2 separate regions of the Muntiacus reevesi genome follow, and region 1 is linked to region 2. A link is a contact called in public Hi-C data. All regions are on one chromosome and are shown on one strand. The core of a region is the stretch at or near the end of the contact, and the rest is flanking DNA. Distances in the headings are between cores, read along the strand shown. Region 1 holds the start of EPM2AIP1 (EPM2A interacting protein 1). Region 2 holds the start of LRRFIP2 (LRR binding FLII interacting protein 2).

Region 1 (4,837 bases), core at 1,783-4,282, 190 kb after region 2:
CTTCCATTTTGTGGTTTTTGTGTAAATCATTCTCTCTGCTCAGAACACTCAACCTCTAAACAGCCTCATGACTCGATCCCTGACCTCCTTACTCTCCTGAACGCTGCCAGGCATGGAATAGGTACTCAATAAATATTTATCGTTGGTGTTGAAGTTCTCAAACAACCCCATCCATAAAAGCCTGAAGTTTCCAGAACAGGGCAAAGTTCTACCACTTCCTGCAGATGCAACACAAGCATCACACAAACATCCTGCTGCTCTGAGGTTTTACTCACCCTGATCCCAGTGCCATTGTCTTGAATCTGAATCAACTTCAGGCCTCCCTCTTTAACCACCACTTGAATACTTGTGGATTTTGCATCTAAACTGGCAAATCAAACAAAAAATAGTAATTTATCAGTCTGCAGTTACTCCAATGCACATATTTTAAAATGAATCAAGGCACAAGAACAAATTTCAGACAAAGACAAGGCTGATGAATGTGTTTTTCTTTTGTCTTAAAGGCTCTGAGACCACAATGTTATCAACTTACATGTTGTGAGAGAGAGAGAGGGAAAGAAGAGAGGGGCAGAGGGGGCAACTATCACTTCCAATAGGACATTTAGCAACATTTCTGCTCCTCCAGTTCTAAACTAATTCTACCATCTGTTACTCAAACTTTATTCAGCCCCCGGATCCTACATGACCCTTATAAAATGTCACTAAGGAAAAAATTCTAAAAGTTTTTCTCCACTATTCTCTTTATGAAAATATATGTTGGGAGAAAGAAAAAAATGGTGCTGCAGAAAATTAAACACACCTTATTACACCTTCAGAGAATAGCCTACAATCATAGAGCACCTACAGAGCAAGAGAAAATAAATCAGCCTGGGGCTGCATGAGAAAAAGAAGTTACCTCCTCCTTAGGAAGACAATTATTTATTCAGAAATAAGATAATAAGTTACTTAAATATCAAAGAGCTTTCTCAGCAGTTCCTGAATTGAAGTTGCATTTAGCCATCTTGACTTATTTATTAAAAACAGAACTAAAAAAAATAAAAAAATAAAAACAGCAGAACTAGACTCCATACAAAATTTCTTAGAGAACTGTAAGCCAGTGATCTAAGATGTGTAGTGTTCCTGAACGGTACCTTAACACACTTAAAATGTTCTGTTAGTTAATTCTAAAATTGAAGAAACAAAACCCAGCCTTTGCCAACTATGTAAGTAAAGGCAAAAGGAGAAACAATGCTCAGCTTCTTCACTTCTTTTGTCCACCTTCTAATTCTCTTCCTCTCTCCTGGTGGTCCTTTCTGACCCACTGTTCTTTCATTACCCTCTTTGTTGTGTATGTTTTCAGAACAATCCCTTTACAAACCTTCCAACTGGAACATTTTTTTCCCCTTTAACGTATGGATTGTATTAACATCAATGCAATTTTTTAAAATATTTGGCTGCAGCAAGTCTCAGCTTGCAGCACGCAGGATCTTTAGTTGCAGCCATGTGGGATCTAGGTCCCTGGCCAGGGATTGAACTCCAGCCCCCTGTGTTGGGAGAATGGAATCTTAGCCACTGGACCACCTGAGAAGTCCCACATCAATGCATTTCAACACAAAGGATCCCACACATTTAGGTATACTATGAGCCTCTGTCCTTTTTGAAGTTTACAGTTTACACCTAACCTTCTGTCCACGTTTTTAACCTTTTCTCTCCACAATGGCTGTCTGACAGTTCTGAACTTCAGAATCCCCGGAATTCCCCCAAGAAATAAGGGATCTTTGAAGTGTCTCCACAAAGAGGGTAGGGAAATCCTAAGTGGGTGATTTGAGAGAATAGCACTGAAACATGTATATTATCATATGTGAAACAGACGGCCAGTCCAGGTTAGATGCATGAGACAGGGCGCTCAGGGCTGGTGCACTGGGATTTCCCAGAGGGATGGGATGGGGAGGGAGGTAGGAGGGGGGTTCAGGATGGGGAACACATGTACACCCATGGCTGCTTCATGTCAATGTATGGCAAAACCACTACAATATTGTAAAGTAATTAGCCGCCAATTAAAATAAATTTTTAAAAATCCTAAGTGGGGGCTAACCTGGCAATAGGAAAATGACAAATTAAACCCCAAGTTCACGGCCCTCTCCTAAAATCCTAGCAGTTAATTTTGAATATAACTCAAAGTGAATTGTACTGTTGAATGTAGATGGATGAGTTCTGGAATAAGCAAGAAAATGATAACCCATGGTACCGTTTGAAAGAAGAAAGGAATTTAAACTATAAAACTTTTAGACATTCAAAAACTTGCACCTTCTGTATATACAGTTTTTAAAGGGTTTCTTAGTTAATAGCATCATTAAAACAATACTGGTTTACTGTCCTTGCTCCCCCAGCAACCCTAAAGTCTCGCGAGAACGCTCGAGGGAGCAAGGAGCAGACAGCAGCCTAGGCCTCCGCCGCCGCGACCACACACGCTTGGGTTCAGGGCAGGGAGGCGTGTCGCGCCATCCATAGCGGCGGTCCGTTACGCAGTGGCCTCTGAGAAAGCCTTGGTTCCCTTCGTACCAGTTCTCAATCATTTCTTTGATGGCATTAGCCGGCCGCTGGATAACTTCTCCTGCCGCGATGCGGTTCACTACTGTCTCGTCCAGCCGCCGGATAACCCCCGCTACAAGCGACATTTTGGCGCCAGACGATCCCGGGTCACGGCGTGAAGCTCACTGGAAGTACCTCCAGCCAATCTCCATACAGTTTCTTGCCCACGTCCTTCCCTCAATCCTGTTGACGAAATCCAGCCTAACCCTCGGGTGGTAGCGTCACTTCCGGACCAGGAAGCTACTGATTGGGCAGCTCTAATGCCCATGAAGTCGTGATTCCGGTTTCTTAGTCCCCCCCCGCCCTGAAACGGCTTCCGTTCGCCTCGCAGCTAGAAGGATGTGCGCCTGCGCGCTTGCAATCGCTGCCTGCTCTTCCTATTGGCTCCTGCCTTGGGGCTAGGGAATACGAAATCTCCAGCCAATAGGAACGGACGCGCGGGTGCCCCAGGTTGGTGTCCGCCGCTGGGGTGATCTGGCGCAGAGCGGAGGAGGCGCTTGGGGCCCATCTCCTGCTCCTCCCTCCCCTTTGCTTGCGGCCTCCCAGAGGTCGGCCCATCTCCTGTGGCCTCTGTGAAATGTGGATGACGCCCAAGAGGAGCAAAATGGAAATCGACGAGTCTCGGGCGTTCCGGGCCGAGTGGACCCAGCGGTACCTGGTGGTGGAGCCTCCGGAGGGCGAGGGCGCCTTATGCCTGGTCTGTCGCCGCCTGGTCGCAGCTACCTGCGAATCCGACGTCAAGCAGCACTACGAGGCCGAGCACGAGTACTACGAGCGGTATGTAACGGAGGACGAGCGCGCGGCGCTGGTGGAGCGTCTGCGTCGGGGCGACTTGCCGGAGGCCGCCCCGCTCACTCCGGAGCAGAGAATAGCTCGTGCAGGCCTGGGACTCGCCCGCCTCTTGGCCTTGAAGGGTTGCGGCTGGGGCGAGGGGGACTTTGTGCACCGGTGCATGGCGGTGATGCTGAGAGACGTGCTGCCCGATCACGTAGGCATTATGGATGGCATCGATTTATCTCCAGAGACCACGCGGCAGAGAGTCCTGGACATTCACCAGAATCTACGCAGTCAACTTTTTAACCGAGCCAAGAACTTTAAAGCCTATTCCCTTGCCTTGGATGACCAGGCTTTTGTGGCCTATGAGAACTACCTGCTGGTCTTTGTCCGCGGCGTCGGCCACAATTTGGAGGTACACGAAGAGCTTCTGACCATAATCAACCTGACTCATCACTTCAGTGTTGGCGCCCTCATGGCGGCAATCCTTGAGGCCCTGCAGACGGCCGGGCTTAGCCTGCAGCGCATGGTTGGACTGACCACGACCCACACTCTGAGGATGATTGGAGAGAACTCAGGACTGGTGTCATACATGAGAGAAAAGGCTGTAAGCCCCAACTGTTGGAATGTGATCCACTATTCGGGATTTCTTCACTTGGAACTGTTGAGCTCCTACGATGTGGATGTTAATCAGATCATAAATGCCGTATCTGAATGGATAGTTTTGATTAAGACCAGAGGCGTGAGGCGGCCGGAATTTCAGGCTTTACTGACTGAATCTGAATCAGAGCACGGTGAAAGGGTTAACGGACGCTGTCTGAACAACTGGCTTAGGAAAGGGAAGACTTTGAAACTAATATTTTCCTTAAGAAAAGAGATAGAAACATTCTTGGTCTCGGTAGGAGCCACGACGGTCCATTTCACAGACAAGGAATGGCTCTGTGACTTCGGCTTCCTGGTGGATATTATGGACCACCTTGGAGAAATTAGCGAACTATTGAGAGTGAACAGAGTCTTTGCTGCCGCCGCCTTTGACCATATCTGTGCCTTTGAAGTGAAGCTGAATTTACTTCAGAGACAAGTCGAGGAAAAAAATCTGACAAACTTTGCTGCCTTGAGCCAAGTGGTTGATGAGCTTAAAGAGAATCTTCAAGAAGACGAAAAAGTACTCGATCTTGAGAGGTATCGAGGGGTGATCTGTCGCATACAGAAAGAGTTTGAACGACATTTCAAGGACCTCAAGTTCATTAAAAAGGACTTAGAGCTTTTTGCTAATCCATTTAGCTTTAAACCTGAATATGCGCCTATTTCAGTAAGGGTGGAACTTACAAAACTTCAGGCAAATGCTAACCTTTGGGAGGAATACAGAACCAAAGATTTAGGGCAGTTCTATGCTGGGCTGCCTGCAGAATCTTACCCGATTATCAAAGGGGTTGCCTGTAAGGTGGCATCCTTGTTTGATAGCAGCAAAATCTGTGAGAAGGCTTTTTCA
Region 2 (5,427 bases), core at 679-3,178:
TGGACGTTTTGTTTATATTTCCCTCTTAAATATTAAAATTACAGCAATGCAGCATAAAATAAAAGGAGTACTAAGGCCAGAAAGACGAGAGTTTCAAATTCAGTTTCAAATTTCAGACTCTCTCAGCTACTAGTTTTGTTACCTTAGACAAATCATTATTTCTCTGAATCTCAATGACTTTGTTACTAAAATGGGTATAACAATCCCCATATCTCAAGGTTGGTCCTAGAACTGAAAGGGATCATATATTTAAGAGTTTAGTAGAATGTTGTGCAAATACTGTGTGAGCTGCCTCCCAGTTTTCCCAGAAGACACAGCAAGACCTTTCTTTCTCTGTTTGGTATAAGGTGAAACATGTGGCTAAGGAGTAAAATTTTAAAAAGCAAGAGAATCTAATCCTAAATACACACACACACACATTTATTTGTAGTTATTTATTTGGCTGCACCAGGTCGTAGCTGTGGCTGGAAGGATCTTTTTCCTTGTTGTTGGTGACATGCCCCATCTTTTAGTTGTGGCATGTGGGATCTATTAATAGTTACCCAACCATGGATCTGAACCCCAGACCCCCTGCACTGGGAGCACGGAGTCTTAACCACTGGACCACCACGGAAGTCCCTTCCAATCCTAATATCATTCCAAACAGTCTTTCCATTAATTATGCAGTCACATAAACTAATACTTAATAAACATTATTGGTATTATTCGGGAACCTGAATAGGTTCTCTCTTGCAAGTCTGCTTTTTAGTTTAACTGAGCAAAACACGCCATTAATCCTTTTTTTCAGATCGTAACTAGTGTGATCTTTTGGGGATATTAAGCACCTCTTGATCCCAGGTAAAAACAAGTTTCAATATTTGTTCACAGGTCTTGAGAAAAACAGCGACATGGAAAGAGAAAGCGCGAGATTGGAGAATTTGTCTTTCCAAGGCTGATGGTATTATAATCCTCCGGCCATGAAGCCACCTGTTGGTGTCTCTCTGCCCGGAGACCACAGTTCCTTAAGCCACGCCTCCCTCTCTGTGCCGCACTCCCGCCCTCATGAACTCTAAAAGGTGAGCAAGCCTTCTGAAATCGCAGGTGTGGGCAACAAACAGCCCTTAGAAGGCATTCGAGCGAGGTTCTTAACATGGAATCATGGGCTTATCCAGCGGGTCCTGGAACCTTCTACTGTTCCGGATGCAAAGTTGTGTTGACGTGTTTTCTGCCTTCTGCTCAGGAGGCTGCTCAACTGCCACTTCCCTCTGGAGGTTTTCTCCTGCCAGAGGTCTCGCCTACAGGATCTCTCATCACCTTTTTGTATCTCCTGCGGAGCCTCACCGCAATCTGTCATTGCCTCATTTGCTTAAATCCGTCCACCCCACTAGAAGATCAGCTTCCCAAAGAGCAGGACCTCTGGTCTTTCTCCACGGCCCTGAGGCTGGTGGATCTCGACAGAGACTCTCGGAGTGAATGACAGGTCCGAGTCCATCAGATATTGAACGGACTCTGTATTTCCCCCCCAGCCCCGCCCCCAGCACTCTTCACCGGAAATCATTCCAAAATCATTCATTTTGGAAATAAGGCTTCCAGCGTTTCGGCCGCACCCACCCACCCACCTACGTTCCAACGGTTTGAACTGCCGCCCCGGCCCACTCACCCAAGCCCTCTAGGCCGGACAGTTTAGAGGTGACCGAGGCAGGGGTAGCCTCCAACGGGCACGCGCATCAGTTCACATTCCCGACCCCCGTCCTGGGGGCGGAGGAGCGGGGTGGGCCCCGCGGGCCTGGAGGAGCCGCCTCAGGAGGCCGCCCGAGCCTCCACCCTACTCGGGGTCCAGAGTCTCTTCTCCACCGGCGGCGCGCAGCCGGCCGCGGGGGGTCAAGCCCGTCGCGCAGCGCGCGCCGCCGCGACCACAAGTACTTCCGGGTGAGTGGGTCGCCGACCCTGTGGCCCCGCCCCTCCTCCGCCTCCGCCGCCCGCCGCTCGGGCTGCGGCTCCTCCCGGGGGCCGGTTCCCGCTGTCTCAGCCGCGGCGCCGAGGGGACACCGGCGTGACTGACTGACCGGCCGTCGGCGCCGGTAGCCGCCGCGTCCTGCCCGGCCCGTCTGGCCGGGGACCTGGGACCGAGTCCACCTTCCGCGCCCCTCGCCCTTCGCTCCGGCAGGCTCCCGGACGGCGAGCCCCGCTCCGGCCCTTCCCGGCGGCGTCCGCAGCCCCAACCCGCGCCCGGACACAGGTAAGAGCCGCTCCTCCCGCCGGCCTTGGCGGGGAACAGGGCCCCCGCTTCTCGGCCTCTGCAGCTAGGCGAGGTCCGCGCTGCCGCCGACCCCTGCTGGGGGCCAGGCCCCCCTCCGGCGGGCCCCGGGGTCGAGGTCGCCCCCTGCCTGCGGCGTCCTCGGGCATCACGCCGGGTCTCGAACGCGCAGCCTCGGTCCGCGAGCGGGGACAGCGATACTCCCATTGTGGGAGAGATGAACTCGGGCCGCTGTCTCTGCGCTTTGGGTGCTCAGGACTCCTCCTCCCTCTCCCCGACACACCACTCCCTCGGTCTGTCCCCGGCCGGCCACCCGGGGAAAGGTGTCAGGCCGGTGGAGGCGTGGAGCTTGTATGGGATTTTTTTTTTTTTTTCCCCCTTCCTCCCTGATCCGAACTGAATGAAGCCCGAGCTAGGAGTGTCAGGGTTAATGCTTGACTACTGCCAGGTGTTATTCACACCCAGATTGTTAAGTTCTGTAGCTCCAGCCGGGCCTGCTTCTTGTGCCCGTGGGTATGTTGCAGGAAGCCAGAGGACCTAAGGAAACCCATCTCTTTTTCTTCGACAGGGAGGGGGAAAAGTTCAAGTGTTTGCTTTCCTTTTTCCACCGTGGGATATACAAATATAAGGCTATGGAGACCTGGCCAGGGAAATAATGGGATCCTAAACTTCAACTGCTTGTAGCTCTTTTTCTTTGAGTTTCCATTTAATGACTCAGCAATTCTGCCCTTAAAAAGAAAAAGTGTAATGTAGGTTCATTGATTAAAGGTTGAGTGTGAGGATAACAGTGTCCATTACTTTTTCATGGCATCACAACGGGAGGAGAATGGGGATGCAGTAGTGGAACCGGAGAGATGGAGGGCAGGGTGGGGATGAATCAGTTCTTGATTAGTGTTTAAAATAAGTGTTTCAAGATTAAATGTTTATTTTGGGGATGCATCTGTTTGGAGAGGTGCAATTGTTGGAAAAGGCGAAGTGTTGCAGATAAGTGTTGCTTGGCAGGGACTTGAGGTTCGCTGTGGTTTGAATGTCTTACAGGATTAACTCAGTTTAACCAACTTCATGCTGTGTTCAACATTATGTAGAGATGATGACCCAGTATTATACTCATGTAGAATAAGAATTTCAGAAAGTGTGATTCATTGAGGAAGTTAGATCACTCTCTCTGTGAATGAATCATTGATAGGGTTCTTAAACTTGGAATAGAGGAAGGTTTGAGGTTTGTTACTGCCTGTTTAATTAGATACCGTCACTCCTAGGAAGTGTTGCATTGATGCTCTGTTAGGTTTGTTGCTGCTAATAATTGTCGTTAGTATGGTAGAGAAACAAATAGTGGACTCTTGCAGAAGCTTTGGATTTAAAATAGTTTGTTAGTTCCTAAGTGAATTGTTGTGATTTTACCCACTCCAGGAAGATAAATGTCTAGAAACAAATTAAATGTCAGTGAAAAGGTAGGAAAAAGTTTACTCAAAGAATCTGCAGTACAGAGAACAAGCAGTCATTTGAGGGAAAGACCTTACCCATTTGGGAAAATCTGCCCTTAAAAAGGTGGAATGAGACTTTATACGTGCTCATTTGTGCACGGACTTTAGTCCTCCAGACTCCAGATTCCAATCCGTGGAATTCTCGACAAGAATACTGGAGTGGGTTGCCACTTCCTCCCCTAGGGGCTTTTCTGACTCAGGGGTCTCACCTGCGTCTGCTGCACTGGTGGGCGGATTCTTTACCACTGAGACGCCTGGGAAGACCATACAGAGCTCCTGTTTAAGTTCTGTCCTAGAAGAAAGTGTGTATTAAAGTAGTGCTTCATTATGGGAATAAATTCATTTTAAATTAGAAATAACTTTTTATTACTGGAATGTAATTTGATCATTTTTGGCTTTTGAAGTGTTGCTAAGCAAAATGACTTTGAATCACAGAGTTCTTGATACTCTTAGCCTCGATTTCTTCTTTTTGGAAATCAGCTTATTTTATGTTGGTTTATAAAGAACTTTATAGTTACTTATCAGTTATTAAGTAATGGTAAATTTGCCCTGTTGATCTTGCTTAGTAAATTCTTTTAATTCTTGGACTAAATTTTGGCATTTTATTCCCTTGGATATCCATTATATTCAGAGCGTTCCCTAATATTGCTTTTGATTTTTGTCCAACTAATAGTGACTTAAGAGTTTCAGTTTCCAATTGAACAGAGATTTCCTTTTGGAAAATCCCTTGTGGAAACCACCCGAACTGACAATCCTGATGGGTAGCTTTGTAAGAGAATCCTTCTTAGGTCAGGATTTAAGCATCTCCACAATGAAGGGAAAAACAGATTCGGAGAATATGTTTGGCAAAGTAGATTCTTTTTCTCTCAAAACAAAAACAGGTCTTTACTAGAAGCGAGAGGGAGCAGTTTCTTGCAAGGCTCTTTGTGAATTGTTTACCCTGCTCCTAGTGTGAAGAGGAACAGAATCGATGATATATAGGGGAGGGGGGGGATCTCCCTGCAGCATGTTGGGAATGTTGATGAGGATCATTTTAGAGGAAACACATTCTGTCCTCACCACAGGCTCACTTTCCATCGTACCTACAAATAGGCCATTGCATAGACCTTTGCCTTTGCTTTCTCCCTGGAGAATATGAATGGAAAGATGGTCTGTTAGCCTTATTCAGTTAGAAGCACAGTAAAGTTTATGACCATCATTCAAAACTCAACTTTTAAAACTTCTGACAGAAGGGTTGAGCAAAATTTACCCTGTGAGTAAAATAACTTTGCCCTTCTCTCCACTTTTTCCCTTTAAGATAATAGATAGGATACCATTAGAAATGATTTGCGTTGCACATTGTGCTTTCACTTTAAAAACTTTCTGGCCTTCAATAAATTAAGGCAGACTTAAAAGGAATCCAACACTGGGCTAAAAACTGGGTTTATTGTATGCTAACGCTTTTTCCTTTGCTCTGTTATATCTTTATTTTGATTGGGGGATGGAGAAAGGGATTCTGTTTCTTGTGGAAGCTCTGAGATTTGCTCCATATGTGTGCTGTTGTTTTAGTCTAGAGATGGGAAGAGCAGTAGATAAGAAGAGTGCAGGTGATTAAGAAGAGGTGGAGAAATGGCATCCATAGGAATGTGCTCACCTCCTGGCTTCAGTAGTTGTTTGTAGAACTTTTTAAAATTGATTAAACATTAAAAAAAAAAAAGTCCCCTGGTG

Evidence for each region. Hi-C and Micro-C count contacts between places; a contact is called where the count stands out from the background.
Region 1: a contact with region 2 is called in a Hi-C map of muscle, with 4 times the contacts expected there. The contact joins the promoter of EPM2AIP1 here to the promoter of LRRFIP2 in region 2. A contact is called at or near these places in 2 of 3 Hi-C or Micro-C datasets (blood and muscle).

The regions. Positions count from the first base shown.
Region 1 is chr4:70,286,369-70,291,205 of mMunRee1.1, forward strand. EPM2AIP1 (EPM2A interacting protein 1) reads left to right here and starts at 3,033. Exons shown (of 2, transcript XM_065932986.1): 1 at 3,033-4,837. The coding sequence starts at 3,149. It overlaps MLH1 (mutL homolog 1), which reads right to left and starts at 2,744. Exons shown (of 19, transcript XM_065932971.1): 1 at 2,542-2,744; 2 at 276-366. The coding sequence starts at 2,657.
Region 2 is chr4:70,093,030-70,098,456 of mMunRee1.1, forward strand. It overlaps LRRFIP2 (LRR binding FLII interacting protein 2), which reads left to right and starts at 1,929. Exons shown (of 27, transcript XM_065932975.1): 1 at 1,929-2,218.